Linked DNA regions of Danio rerio: region 1 is linked to region 2. A link is a contact called in public Hi-C data. All regions are on one chromosome and are shown on one strand. The core of a region is the stretch at or near the end of the contact, and the rest is flanking DNA. Distances in the headings are between cores, read along the strand shown.

Evidence for each region. A called contact is a pair of places that touch in the nucleus more often than the background predicts.
Region 1: a contact with region 2 is called in a Hi-C map of embryo, with 3 times the contacts expected there. The contact joins the enhancer-like site here to the promoter of dimt1l in region 2. A contact is called at or near these places in 7 of 18 Hi-C or Micro-C datasets (caudal fin, embryo, fibroblasts and 3 more) and 1 of 4 datasets of contacts at active chromatin or transcription factors (caudal fin).

What each region holds. Positions count from the first base shown.
Region 1 is chr8:19,467,586-19,474,740 of GRCz12tu, reverse strand. It overlaps prkcz (protein kinase C, zeta), which reads left to right. Exons shown (of 18, transcript NM_001030091.1): 7 at 2,733-2,829; 8 at 4,718-4,776; 9 at 5,455-5,643. Among named protein-coding and RNA genes, the nearest start is that of si:ch73-70k4.1, 82 kb to the right of the region's middle. Within about 2 kb of position 3,015, at least 9 of the 62 cell types and tissues checked have an H3K27ac peak or open chromatin away from gene starts, as enhancers often do.
Region 2 is chr8:19,039,118-19,046,273 of GRCz12tu, reverse strand. It overlaps dimt1l (DIM1 dimethyladenosine transferase 1-like (S. cerevisiae)), which reads right to left and starts at 3,419. Exons shown (of 12, transcript NM_001003556.3): 1 at 3,247-3,419; 2 at 1,527-1,600; 3 at 1,299-1,385; 4 at 1,146-1,207; 5 at 965-1,058. The coding sequence starts at 3,304. pola2 (polymerase (DNA directed), alpha 2) reads left to right here and starts at 3,505. Exons shown (of 19, transcript NM_199581.2): 1 at 3,505-3,604; 2 at 3,833-3,955; 3 at 5,091-5,215; 4 at 5,916-6,001; 5 at 6,092-6,149; 6 at 6,817-6,926; 7 at 7,014-7,156. The coding sequence starts at 3,874.

The sequences.
Region 1 (7,155 bases), core at 1,766-4,265, 430 kb before region 2:
CGCGTGAGTAAAAGAAAGCAGTTGAATACCGAATGAGAGAATGATCACGAACATAGTCTGACACAGATAATCCTGAAGCACTGACGAGGAGTTCAGTGTCAAGGCTGATTTCAGGTGATGTGATGCACGCGAGTGTTTAAATGTTTTAAAAAAGAAACGATTCCTTGCGTGAAGCATCCATACCTGAAAACAAAACTGGTGCGATTGGTTCTCCTTCAAATAGACTGAACAAAAAGTGACGCTCGTGCACCCACAGTCCTGCTGCTTTCAAGAGATCCAGATTTTGTAACCCTTTAGCCAGCACCCCGACACGGACGCACTGGGGCGCTGTTTTTCCACATGTTAATGTTCATGAATAGATGAAAAGAGAAACAACCCAACTTTTTTTTACAGAAATCTCATTTTGCATGCTGTCTTAATCAAATTTGAATTATAAACTCATGAGTCACATGGCTTTCAAGTTATATTTTTTCTAGGACATTACATTAATGTTTTCCTGTGTTTGTATATGGAAAAACAAATAATGAACACAATAAAAAAACATTGTCATGACTTGACAATGTATAACTTTTTATATTTTTGAGCATGTGACTTTTCCTTTTACCACAGTAAAGATCAAAGTGTCTTCTTTCCAATGATACCCATTTTGTGTTTGTAGCTTACTGGAGTCAAAAACTGTTACTATTTAAATTTAGGTATCTGTAAATCCTCAAAAGTGAGTGTTGGCTAACAGTCTTTTTGTAAGCAATAGGTTGCTTTCGCTTTAACCTTTCACGTGATCATCCTTTTACATTCACATTCAAAGGTATGTTTTTCACTTGCTTTCTTTTGAGAGAAAAATTTAAACGAATGAGGAGGCATGTGGAAAAAACACAAAGTTGAGTCAAATTTTATGCATAAAAAATATATAGGTCAGTTGGCATTTCTGCGTGGAGTTTGCATGTTCTCCCTCTATTGGCATAGGTTTCCTCCAGGTGCTCTGGTTTCCCCCACAGTCCAAAGGCATGTGGTATAGGTGAATTGAGTAAGCTAAAATGGCCATAGTGTATATGTGTGAATGAGAGTGTATGGGTGTTTCCTAGTAATGGGTTGCTGCTGGAAGGGCATCTGCTGGGTAAAACATATGCTGGATACAATGGCGTTTCATTCCTCTGTGGTGACTCCTGATTAATAAAGGGACTAAGCCGAAAAGAAAATGAATGAATGAATGAATGTACAACAAAATTGTGGCTAGTGAAAATGTCGAGTGACTAGTAATGTTGGAAAAACTACTAGCCACAGTGGCTGGGGATCCAAAAATTTTAATGTCAAGCCCTGCTAACTGTTAGTAAACAGCTAATTAGTAGTTTAATAAGCTAGTAGTGTTAGTTAATGGCTTGTTAATAGTGTGAATCGTGACCTAAACTAAAGTGTTACAGTATTTTGTGGTAAATTTTATGCAACATGATCGAATCTACTTTAGTTTTCATCTGTTTTAATTTGATGAAATGCAAACACAAATTTTAATACATATTTTTTCCAATTAGTTACAGTATGTAAGTATACACTGTAAAACTCAAAAAGTTAAGGTAATTCAAGCAGTTTGAGGAAACCAATTGCTACAAACCATTTGAGTTCAAAAACTAATCCTAATGAGTACTGTGAACTTACTCCATTTGAGTAAACGAAGCAATTTGAGCACAGAAAAACCCAATCTAAGAGTTCACACTTAGCTGATAATCAAAGCGTATTTGGCATGCTGTCCCGGGATAGAGCCCTGAGCCTGTAATATCCTCGAGCCCGGGGCTCCTTCACGTTAGAAGGGCGAGAGGGAAGTTCAAGCTCAGGTAGGTCTCGAGAACTCCCCTGTCGCCGTGAGAAGTGTACTTTAGTTGATTGGCTATGGTTTATGTTTTTGGACGGTGGGAGGAAACCGTAGAACCTGGGGGAAACCTAAGCGAACACGGGGAGAACATGCAAACTCCGCACAGAAACATCAACCGGCCTGATAGGTTAGACCAGAGGTGTTCTTGCTGTGAGGCAACAGTGCTAGCCACTGGGCCACCGTGTCGCCCTGTCAGAAAAGGGGGAGAATGTAGGGGTGGAAAGGAGGGGGAGCTTCAAGACGAAGATAACTGGAGTGAAAAACTCTCATTATTTCTAATGCTTCCGTAATCATCTAATAGGACATATTACGGAGCTAATAAGGAGCCAGCCATGTTGATCATAAACACGTGATTCTCTCGAAATTATTTTATGAATAAACCACACTAAATGAAGACAACTCAAACCAGCTGAGTACTGTAAAACCCAATAAGTTAAGGCAACTCAAAGCATTTGAGGAAACCGATTGCTACAAACCGTTTTAGTTTTAAAAAAAAAACTAATCAAAATGAGTACTGTAAACTTACTCCATTTAAGTTGAAGTAATAAAGTATTTAATCAACTCATTACCTTCGACACTGAGTTCAAATCTCTTTTCAAATGAGTAGAATTAACTTTCAGTCAATTTTAAATAAACTACAATTATTTAATTTGATAAAGTTGACTGTTGGGTTTTATCAGTAAATTCATCGAAGATATGAAAAAATAAAAAATAATAATAAAAAGCACCTTTCATAAAGAAAGTAAATAAGGTTGATTTGGATTCACATTAGGGTAGCTGATATTGTGATTTAAAGAGAAAAAGATCCTGTAAAGCACATCTGCTGTGTCTTCATCATCATTATCATCATCTGTGTTGTTTTGCGCAGGATCCAGTCATGCCATCACAGGAGCCGCTGGTAGACGATGATAAAAGTGGAGAAGAAGTGGAGCTTCCCCCTGAGGACCCAGAGGACACAGACGCAAGTAGGTCTCCATCTCGCCTCTGTGTGCGTGTTTAGTGCTGTTTCTGTGAGTATCGGGGTCAGTGTGTCCTCTATCTGCCACTGAGGGCTCTGCTGACTGTAAGAGACTGGAGGTGATCAGCTGGGAGGAATTCACTTTCACACGCTTGAGAGAAACAGAGAGACCTGTGTGTGTGTCTGTCTGACAGAGTGGTGTGTGGCTCCCCCTGCTGGAGGCAGTGCTTCAATCATTTACAAGCTTTTAGAAATTCATAAATAAGATGGAAATTCATAATAATAATAATAACAACAACAACACCAAAAACAACAATAATAATAGTAATAATAATAATACTACTACTAATAATAATAATTATTATTATTGTTATTATTATTATTATTATTATTATTATTATTATTATTATTATTACTGTTGTTGTTATTATTATTATTATTATTATTATTATTATTATTATTATTGTTGTTGTTGTTGTTATTATTATTATAATTGTTATTATTATTATTATTATTATTATTGATGTAGTTGTTATTTTATTTTTGAAATGCTTTCTTCTATCTAAAATAGAAAATAAAATAATACATTTACTACCTCACAGCAAAAAGGTCGCTTTTTCGAGCCCCAGCTGGGTCAGTTGAAATTTCTGTGTGGGGTTTGCATGTTCTCCCCATGCAGGCGTGGGTTTCCTCCGAGTGCTAGGGTTTCCTCCACTGTCCAAAGACATGCAGTATAGGTGAATTGGATAAGCTAAACTGCTGTAGTGTATGAGTGTGAATGCAAGAGTGTATGGGTGTTTCCCAGTGTTGGATTGCTGCTGGAAGTGCATCCGCTGCGTAAAACACCTGATGGATAATTTGGTAGTTCATTCCGCTGTGGCGACCCCTGATTAATAAAGGGACTAAGACGAAAAGGAGATGAATGAATGAATGAATGATGATGATTATTATTATTATTAATGTAATAATACTATTATTGCTGATTATTAATAATTATTTTGACTAATTAATATAATACTTAATTTATTAAACAAATAAATGTTGCATCTGTCATCTGCATCTCCACAAATATATATTATTATTAATAAGTTATTGTTATTATCAAATTATTATACATATTATATTATTTTATATATAATAAGTATAATATGATATTATTGTTATTATTTAATGTTCACATACTTTCTCTTTACTTTGCTAAAAATACCCATATTAAATGTGTAATAATAATAATAATAATAATAATAATATAATACTAATAATATAATAATATATATATTCAAATAATGAATAAAACTAATTGATTATTTTACTGTTGTATTGAAATACTTAAACTATTTTATATTCTAATAAGCTTGGGACAAACAATAACAGAAAATAATATTGATTATTATTATTATGCATATAAAATGTAATATTAGTGTTATTTTTTAAATGCTCAAATAGTTTCTCTTTACTTTGCTATAGATTTACATATTACATTTATAATAATAATAATAAGAATATAAATATAAATAAATAAATACTATTTCCTAAAATGTAATAAAATATTTTCAAATTATTAATAAAATAAATAGATTACTTTACTGTTGTATTAAAATGCTTTATCTATTTTATTTCCTAATAAGCTCAGGACTAATAATAATAGTAAATGATACTGATTAATATTCTTCTCTTTCTCAGGCTCAGTTAAATCTGTTTTATTGGAATGAACATTTTCAGCTTTGCTACAGAAATACAATTGTGTACAACAACAATGCATAAATATTTAGATTTAAATAACTTTTAAGAGAAGAATAACATGAACAACATAAAAGAAAAAAAAATCAAGTAAAGTTTAAATAAATTAATAAATTAATTGATTAAATAAAGTTTTCTCCTTCTCTGTCTTTCAGTTCCAGTCCCTTTCTTAGCACACAACCGAAAGGTGGAGAAAGCTGAAGATGATTCAGAGGTGAGATTAATAAACACTCAGAAACATGCTCACATTCTCGATAACACATAGTCCACACACACATCCTTACTCTGCTGTTTGAGAGCAGGAATAAATGTACATGTATACAGTTGAAGTCACAATTATAAGCCCTTCTATGATTTATTTTATTATTATATTTTTTTTCTCCCAAAATATTTCTCATATGATGATTAACAGAGGAAGGAATTTCCACAGTATTTCTTATAATATTTTTTCTTCTGGAGAAAGTCTTGTTTGTTTTATTTCGGCTAGAATAAAAACAGTTGATTTTTTTTAAAGCATTTTAGGGTCAATTTTAGTAGCCCACTTAAGCAATATATTTTTTTCGATAGTCTACAGAACAAACTAATATTATACAACGACTTGCCTAATTACTCTAACTTGCCTTATTAACCTAGGTAAGCCTTTCAATGTCACTTTCAGCTGAATTCTAGTATCTTGAAAAATATCTTGTAAAATATTATATTAAATATTATTGTCATCATGGCAAAGATTAACAAAATCTCTGATATTAGAAATGAGTTATTAAAACTATGATGTTTACAAAAATCTTTCTGTCGTTAAACAGAAATTGGGGAAAACAATATACAGAGGGCTAATAATTCAGGAGGGTTAATAATTCAGACTTTAATATGTATGTGTGTCGTTACCTTACAGGACCTGAAGGCAGTGGTGGATGGTATCGAGGGCATTCAGATCTCTCAGTGTCTCGGTTTGGGGGATTTCGACCTGATTCGAGTCATTGGCAGAGGCAGTTACGCAAAAGTGCTGCTCGTCCGGCTCAAGAAGAACGAGCAGATTTACGCCATGAAGGTGGTGAAGAAAGAGCTGGTTCATGATGATGAGGTAAAACACTGTCACAAACACAGCGGCTGCGCTTTATACCTTTAAGTGCCCTTTTTTCTGTTTGTCAATTGCAAAAATGAGATTGTAAATATTTGTAGTATAAGCAGGGATAGTTCATCAAAAAATGTAAATTCTGTTGTTGTTTCTTTCTTCCTTTTTTTGAAGAATATTGGAAACTATTGACTTTTCCTGCTCTGGATGTCAGGTTTTCAACATTCTTTGAAATACCTTCTTTTTTTCTTTAACAGAAGAAATAATCTCATAAAAACAAGTTTGAGTCAAAAGTGAGTACATTTTTACTAACAGTGAAAATGCAGAAAGTTCTTAATAGTGTGTGCATAATTACCACAGAGTAATCTCTCCTTTCAAGTGAATTTTACCAATACTACTCTCAGGTTTGTATATAATCTTAATTAAAGGGATATTGCATCCAAAAATGAAAATTAACTCACTAAAGTGGTTCCATATGAGTTTTTTCTTCTGCTGAATGCAAAAATAAAAAGAATTTTGGGAACCTGAAAAAAATACAATGGAAGCCAATGATTACATGTTTCCAACATTCTTTAAAATATCTTCTTTTATGTTCAACGGAATTTTTTTTTTTAAACCGGTTAGAAAATTGTCGAAGGTGAGTAAACAATCACTGAAATGTCTTTTTAGGTGAATTATCCCTTTAGGAGAACATTTTAAGAGCTTTCGGCCACTTCAAATACTGAGTGATCTTTTTATTTTTGTTCCTTTTTAAAATCTGTGGTAAATGATCTGTTGTTGTTCTCATAATGCTATTAAACTCACACAAAATGATATTCAAGCTCAAACTTTTTTAAAATTATGCAAAGACTTATTTTTCTGTCCATTTTAGGCCATGGTAATACAACATTTAGCCTGTGAAAGAAAGTCAGGAATTTTTATATTTGGCTAAAAGTGGAAACCTAGACATTCATCGGAATGTGCATAATTTAGCATGTTTTCTTGATAAATATTTGTAAAATAAGATGAAAATAACATACTCAAACCAAAAAATTATTAAATGTCCACAAGAAGGGTTCAGTACTATAGAAATCGTCAAATTAAGGCAAAAGCATATTACCTACTGGAACCTTGTTGAATCTTACAGAACATTTAACACTAGTTATTAATGATTATACGCTAAATGAATTGAAGGTAATATTGTTTATGGGTCTTGGAATTTGTCCAATGTTTAAAGGAAAAAATGTGATATTGAATACTGAAAAAAGAATATTGACATCATAATTCTGCACATGTTGTAAGTACAGTTGTATTGGCGAGCAGTAGGTGGTGCTGTGGGACTGTGCTTAATTTCTATCACGTAATCCTCCCTCTATCACTCGCTTCACTTGTTGTTCACCTTCAGGTTTCTTAACCAGAACATTTGTATTAAACATAAAAAAACCTTAGTCTTACATTTTGTAAAATGGTTTGCTTGTGCCTAACGTTATTTGAAGCTTATGATCATTTATAATAAGGTTTTCCTGAACATGGTTGGAAACA
Region 2 (7,156 bases), core at 2,170-4,669:
AAATCCTGACCTGTTGACCATTCATACTGTAGAAAGCACTGTTAGCACCAGAAAAGACCCACAATTAGTTGGAATATCAATGCAAATTAAACACTACATAAAATTCAATGCCTGTATGTTTAAGTTATTGCATTTATCTGACAACTAGAGTGGGCGACGCAGTGAGTAGCACGCCTCACAGCAAGAAGGTCGCTGGTTCGATCCTCGTCTCAGTTGGCGTTTCTGTGTGGAGTTTGCATGTTCTCCCTGCGTTCGCATGGGTTTCCTCCGGGTACTCCGGTTTCCCCCACAGTCCAAATACATGCAGTACAGGTGAATTGGGTAGGCTAAATTGTCTGTAGTGTATGAGTGTGTATGTGTGTATGTGTGGATGTTTCCCAGAGATGGGTTGCAGCTGGAAGAGCATCCGCTGTGTAAAAACTTGCTGGATAAGTTGGCGGTTCATTCCGCTGTGGCGACCCCAGAGTAATAAAGGGACTAAGCCGTCAAGAAAATGATTGAATGAATGAATGAATGAATAAATGAATGAATGAATGAATGAATGAATGACAACCATTGAGTTCCCATCTAGAGGAATTCATCTCAGTAAAGAAACTATGCATATATTTTCTGGGATTTCTTGGCATTGTGAATCATATTTTAAATTTTGATTTATTCAAACAATGAGTAAAAGATTCTTGTAAAATAATGCATTAAATTTATGTCATCATATTTTTATCATCTTAATGCTGGTCATACACTGCAATTATATGGTCAAGAGTGAACAAGACCTGTTTTTTTCTTTATGGTTACAGAATGAAAAAAGAAAACGGCATGAGTTTGGCATGAAAACCACATCAGAGTAAGCAAGTTTAAGTATTTAAAATTCGCTTTGAGTACATGTTCAGTGCTGTACAGCAGATGTACTCAGAAATCAGATCTACAGCAACTAAAGAGATAAACAAAATAATAAACAAAACATTACCTGATAAGGCAGATTAGCCACGCAGACATCAAAAAAGGGGAGTTCTGTTTTGAGGACGTCCCCGATGAGGATCTGAAGTTTGTTCTGCATTGGACTGTTCAATAAAAAGGATTTTTCGATTAAGCATGTGCTAAGTTTGTTGTTGGGGTAGTGATGATAAAGTTGTATGAAAAGTACTTACGTGCACTGGACTCTTTTTTGAAGCTCAGCAACAAGCCTGGTGTCCAACTCACACGCAACCACCTTTAAGTAAAAAGTAAACAATGAAATAACGGTTGGTTGAGTTCCAATAATATTTAAATTAGAAAGAAAACATCCATTAAAAGCTACTTACTTTCTTGGCTTTCTCCAGAAGTTTGACAGTCATGTTACCTGTTCCAGGACCAACTTCCAGAACAACGTCTGTTGGTCGCAGCGCTGCCTGAAAAATACATTTTGTTAATAAATAAATATGCTGATTATGATGTGCTGTAACAGTATAGACGTGCACTGAGAAAGCTCATTCAGCCTTAAAAGGAAATAGACAAACAATCCAGAAAAACTCATAATCCCTATTACTGACCTTCTCTATGATGCCGTTGACAACCAAAGGGTTTTTCAAAATATGCTGACCGATACCAGTATTAAACATAATTCCTGAAATATGGAACATGGGTTAATGTAATCCAATATTGAACAAAAAAAGTCAAAAGTATTTTTTGAATGGGTGAGTGAGATTACTTAAGGTAAAGTTGTCTATATTCCCACATTCAGACTTTATAATTTCAGTAAAGTATTCTTTGCCAATTCTAAATAGTAAAATCATATTAGCAGCCAGTGACTATCAAAATACAACACTGTTTACAGTTAAATAAATAACACTAATGTTTTTTAAAAGTCACACTTACATGGAATTTCTCACTGAATATTCCAACTAGCATGTCACAAACTGTCACTATTCAAAAAAGAATGAATGTGTGAATATAAAACCAACTTTACCCCGATGTGAGACTAGATTCAACTTTATTGTCATTATACATGTACAAGTACAAGGCAACGAAATGCAGTTTAGGTCTAACCAGGAGTGTGACAGCAGCAAGTACAGGATATAGGTATACTTTATAAAGTGCAACTATAGAAAAACTATGGAGACATTTACAGATGGATGTACTATGAACATAACTGGTTGTATTAAATATGAACAGAGATTTACAATAGATGAATGTGCACAGGCTGCTATTAATAATCAGAAATATGCAGATATATACAGTTGAAGTTAGAGTTATTAGCCCCCTGTATTATTAGACCCTGTTTATTTTTTTTCCCAATTTCTGTTTAACAGAGATATTTTTTTCAACACATTTCTAATTATAAACATAATAGTTTAAATAACTAATTTCTAATAACTGATTTATTTTATCTTTGCCATGATCAAGGTAGATAATATTTTACAAGACATTTTTCAAGACACTTCTACACAGCATAAAGTATTATGTTAAATAGGTTTACTAGGCAGGTTAGAATAATTAGGCAAGTTATTGAATAACAATGGTTTGTTCGGTAGACTATTGGAAAAAATATATATAGCCTAAAGGGGCTAATAATATTAACCCCAAAATGTTTCTTTTTAATTAAAAGCTGCTTTTAATCTGGCTGAAATAAAACAAATGAGATTTTCTCTAGAAGAGAAAATATTATCAGACATGCTGTGAAATTTCCCTTGATCTGTTAAACATAATTTTTAAAACATTAAAAAAAAAGAAAATATATATAAAACTCTGATTTAAGCTGTGTGAACAATTACAAACGTATATGTGCAGTGGACATGTACAATTCAAGATGAATTAGTTCAACAAAGTGCAATGAATACGTATAAATATTAAATAGTGCAGTGTTTATGGGGAGTAAGACCGACTGTTTTGCTTTGGGACATCACTGTTGTGAGAAAACTGAATATACACAGTAAACATATAAATATACTGTACATTTCCTGGTTTAATTTATAAATGTTAACTGGTGTTTTAGAGGTGCAAATACTGTATAAAATAAGTCAAAACAACTGGGATTAATTTATATACATGAGATGAATGAAAGTAAACATTTTGGACCTAAAAATAGCTATAATGCCTCCTCTTCTGTTTTGGAGTAAGAAGTGACCAGGAAGTGTTACTAGCAAGTTCTAAAAGGTTTATATTATTTAAATTTTAAATATATTACAGGTTTAACTTTGATTATTATATCTATAAGGGGACATTTGATTAAATGGTTTGACAGCATGCAGTACTAAAACATTTCAAACCAACCTTGACTCTTCACCTCCTGGTGTGTTCGAGACTTCTTCTCGGCTTTAACCTTCGGCATTTTGACAAATAATATCAGCGACAGTGAAAAGTAAGATGTAAATCACAAAAATACTTATACGTTTACAGCACCACAAACACGTGTAGAAGCTACAGGGTTTATTCTGTTTCCTTTCAGCTGATCTGGGAGGAAATTCGGTTGCGGTTGACCTTGCGCTCCCTCTGCCGTTCTGGAGGAGACGTGCAGGAACCGGAAGTGACCTTTCAGTGGGTTTTGCGGGTAGTACATTTTCGCGGCAATCCGAACGTGATGCAAAGACTGCTGAGGAATATGACAGCTGATTTTGACGTTTAATAAAAGGTAATCTTGTCATACAAGTCATTAAAACGTGTTCATTAGGATTGTCTTATTTCGAACTTGCTGTTATGTTGAGTAAAACTGTTTATAAAGCTAAATAAGTGAATTCGCGAGAGCGCCATTGTGTTTACGTTAGTATTTAGTGAGAGACTTAACATTTCTGACTGTTATAAGTCCGTTTTAATAATTGTGTGGTGTGAATGTTTTTGAAAAACCTGTTTTCTTTTTTAGGAGGTTGTTTTTTTACATTTGAACATCAGAGGACAATAACAATGGCTTCAGTCACTGCAGAGGACATCAAGTCTGAGCTGGACACTTTCAACATAGCCTTCAACAATGACACCATCGACAAAAGTAAATGTCCAATCTATTCATTGTGTGTGATTTTAGTATTGTTGACATGATTTAATGCTCTAAAATATATGCATCTCTTAATTTTAAACACACAAATATACATGTATGTGGTTGTGTGTTTGTAGGCAAGTACTTACAAATACACATTGAGGTAAATTTGGTTTTATGTTCACACATTAGGACTTTCTCCTTAATAATAATAACTTCAGAAATTATTTATTGCAAAAAAAAAACTGAAATCATATTAGCAGCAAATGACTATCAAAGTACAACATTGTTTGGAGTCAAATAAATAGTACCAGTGTTGTTTTCAAGTCATGCTTACATGTGATTTTAGACTGAATATTCAAATTACCATGCAGAGTTTTCAACTAACCCAAGTGGTTAAGATATTTTCTTGCTCTGCCAATATTTTTACTGGCCCCACCCAAAAAAAAAATAATTGCTATTTTTTTTAGCCACACATTTTAAAGAATGTGTCAAAAATAATCTAAGATGTATATATTTTTAAAATGTATTGTGAGCAAAATTCAAAGTGTTATGCAAACAAATAGAGCAGTATGGAAAATGTGCCGGTGTTTTATTGCAGCTCTACATTATTTAACAAATGGTGGCTGACTTGCCAAACTGAAAACTAACTGTGCAAACATTACTTCATTTTTTTCGTTGTGTTGTATCCACATCTGCTACTAAGAATTTAGAAACAAACGTTTTCGTTTAGCCTCATAATTTTATGCTACCGCCTCGTCGCTGAGACCAGAAACAAAAAAAACATGCTCACAACATCTAGTCACATAAGAGGACCCGAAAAGCAATATGGTGTTTTTGATATCACAGAGAAGGTAGCATTTAAAGGCTTAACAGCACAAACTGTTTCTCGATTCTAAGACTGTATTTCGACGCAATTGACATTGTCGCAGGCAAATTAAACTTTAGTAAGCACTGGTACGATTGGGCCAGTAACAATCCTGTCTACTGTCCTGAGCATTTCACACGCTGGCCTGGGCCATCTTCTTGTTGAGCCCTGCCACGGTGAACAATAAAGGGAGCATGTCACAAGTTGTCACTGAACGAATGTGCGAAAAACTTTACCTCAATTAAATACACATGACTTTTGTTTTTTTTTCTATTGTAGTGTTGGAGCAGTGTTTTTGTCACAGGCTGACGGGTGAAGAAATTGTATTCGAGTGGTTTGCTTTTAGCTCCACCAGAAAGCAGCTGCCGCTCACTCTCGAAAACCTGGACCAGTTTGAACAAGAAGTTAGTAAAATGACATTAAAAACTCCAACTGAAATTCTGCAGTGCTTTGAGATGCCAAAAATAAGATCCACAATGTTTCTATGCTTCATTTGCTTTAGAGCTAAACAATACAGTATTCCTGTATATCTTTTCAGCATTGATATTGCAATGTGTGAATCCTCAGTCACATTACATAGATATGCAATGTTGAGTTGACTTTGCGGTGTAATTTATTTTTACATTTACATATACAAAACCATAAAGCTTGCACTGTTTATTACACCTTTTTTTGCTTTGTTGCATTTATCTATGCCTGTAGTGTACTACATTTTATGCGATTTACTCCCTTTTAAAATCATCCCAATCAAACAGATATAATACATTTGTTAACACTTTAGGGACCAATTCTCACTATTAACAAATTGCTTATTAGCATGCTTGTTGTTGATATATTGGCTTCTTATTAGTTCTTACAAACAACCACAATAACTATTAATAAGGAGCAAATTAGGTGTTTATTGAAGCAAAAGTCATAAGGGTTTGCTAAGAGTGAGAATTGAACCTTAAAATAGTGTGACCAAAAAACTATTTAGTCATTTGGTGGAACTGTATAGCATCAGTGTATCGCAATGTACATTACAGACAAATAAAATATTGCAATGTCAAATTTTTCTAGGATTGTGCAGCCCTAATTTGCATACTGCTTCTGCACTCCTTACAGGTACTGAACAAGAAGAAAAAGCCTAAAAGCACCTCAAAGGGAAGCCAAATAAACAAAACCAGAGACATCAACTCCATCCAGGAGCTGTATCCTCATAAAGCTCAACATAAAGATTAATGATTGTTTAATTTTTATTCATAAATGTTCAAAGTGATCTTCTTAACTGAGTCTTGCAGAATCAGAGCAGAGGAGGAAGAGGAGAACATGCTGGATTCCTATTCAACACCTGCCAAGGTGAGACTAAATAAAGACAGAATAATGAGGGAGACTTGTTGGAAATGTATGAAGATAGATAAAAATGCATGGTCTGCAAGTGTTTTTCAGTCACAGATTAACCTCCGGTTAAAGGTTACTGTGGCTATTTTAAATTTCATAAGGTTCCTTTTACAGCATTGATGATGTGATGTATTTAAATTATAATCAGTTAAACAGACGTAAGCATTCATTTAGTTGTTCAAGTGTAAAATTGATTGGTTCGCCAGGAGCAGCAGGCTAGTGCAGAAACTTAATTAAAATACTGGGGTAACATAAATTTCCATATTTTAAGACACCGCATGGAACAATGGAATTTAATGCAGTGCTTCTTGTCCAGTCTGAGACCCACTTTTTAATATATGAATCAGGCAGTGAAAATCATTAATTTTTACAGAAACCAGAATTTAAATGCAGTGATTTTTGTATTTGGATGACAGTTCACCGGAAGCGCTTGAGCTGGCTGATTAAAAATGAAAAGCCTTTCTGCGTATTATATGTTGATCTAAGTTGAGAAAGTAGTGTAGAGATCAGGCTTTAAACTTTCTTTCTGTCATACAACCCGACTTGTTTATTCGATACTGTAATTTACATTATATTAAAAACTGGATCGGTTAAATAACATGAGTTAATTTCTGCATGAACACAGGGCTCTCAGAAGCGAGCACTGACCACTCCTGAACATCCTCAGTCTAAGAGAGGTGTAGCCCGACTCGCCAGTCCCAGTCTAATGCTGTCACCTGCCAGCTTCTCACCAAGGTAAACAAACTGATTTGACATTTTTACTTTTAAGAGAATTTGATGCACTTGTTCTATATTATAAAGATCGGTGATGTGTTTGTGTAGTGCAACCCCTTCTCAAAAGTACGGCATGCGTGGGGGGAGAGGAGAGGTGGTTTCCACATTTGGGGCAGTGCAGGGTCCGCGCTGGATGGGGAAAGGACAGACTGCAGTGAGCGTGGAGATGCTGGACGGAGGAGAGAATTCAC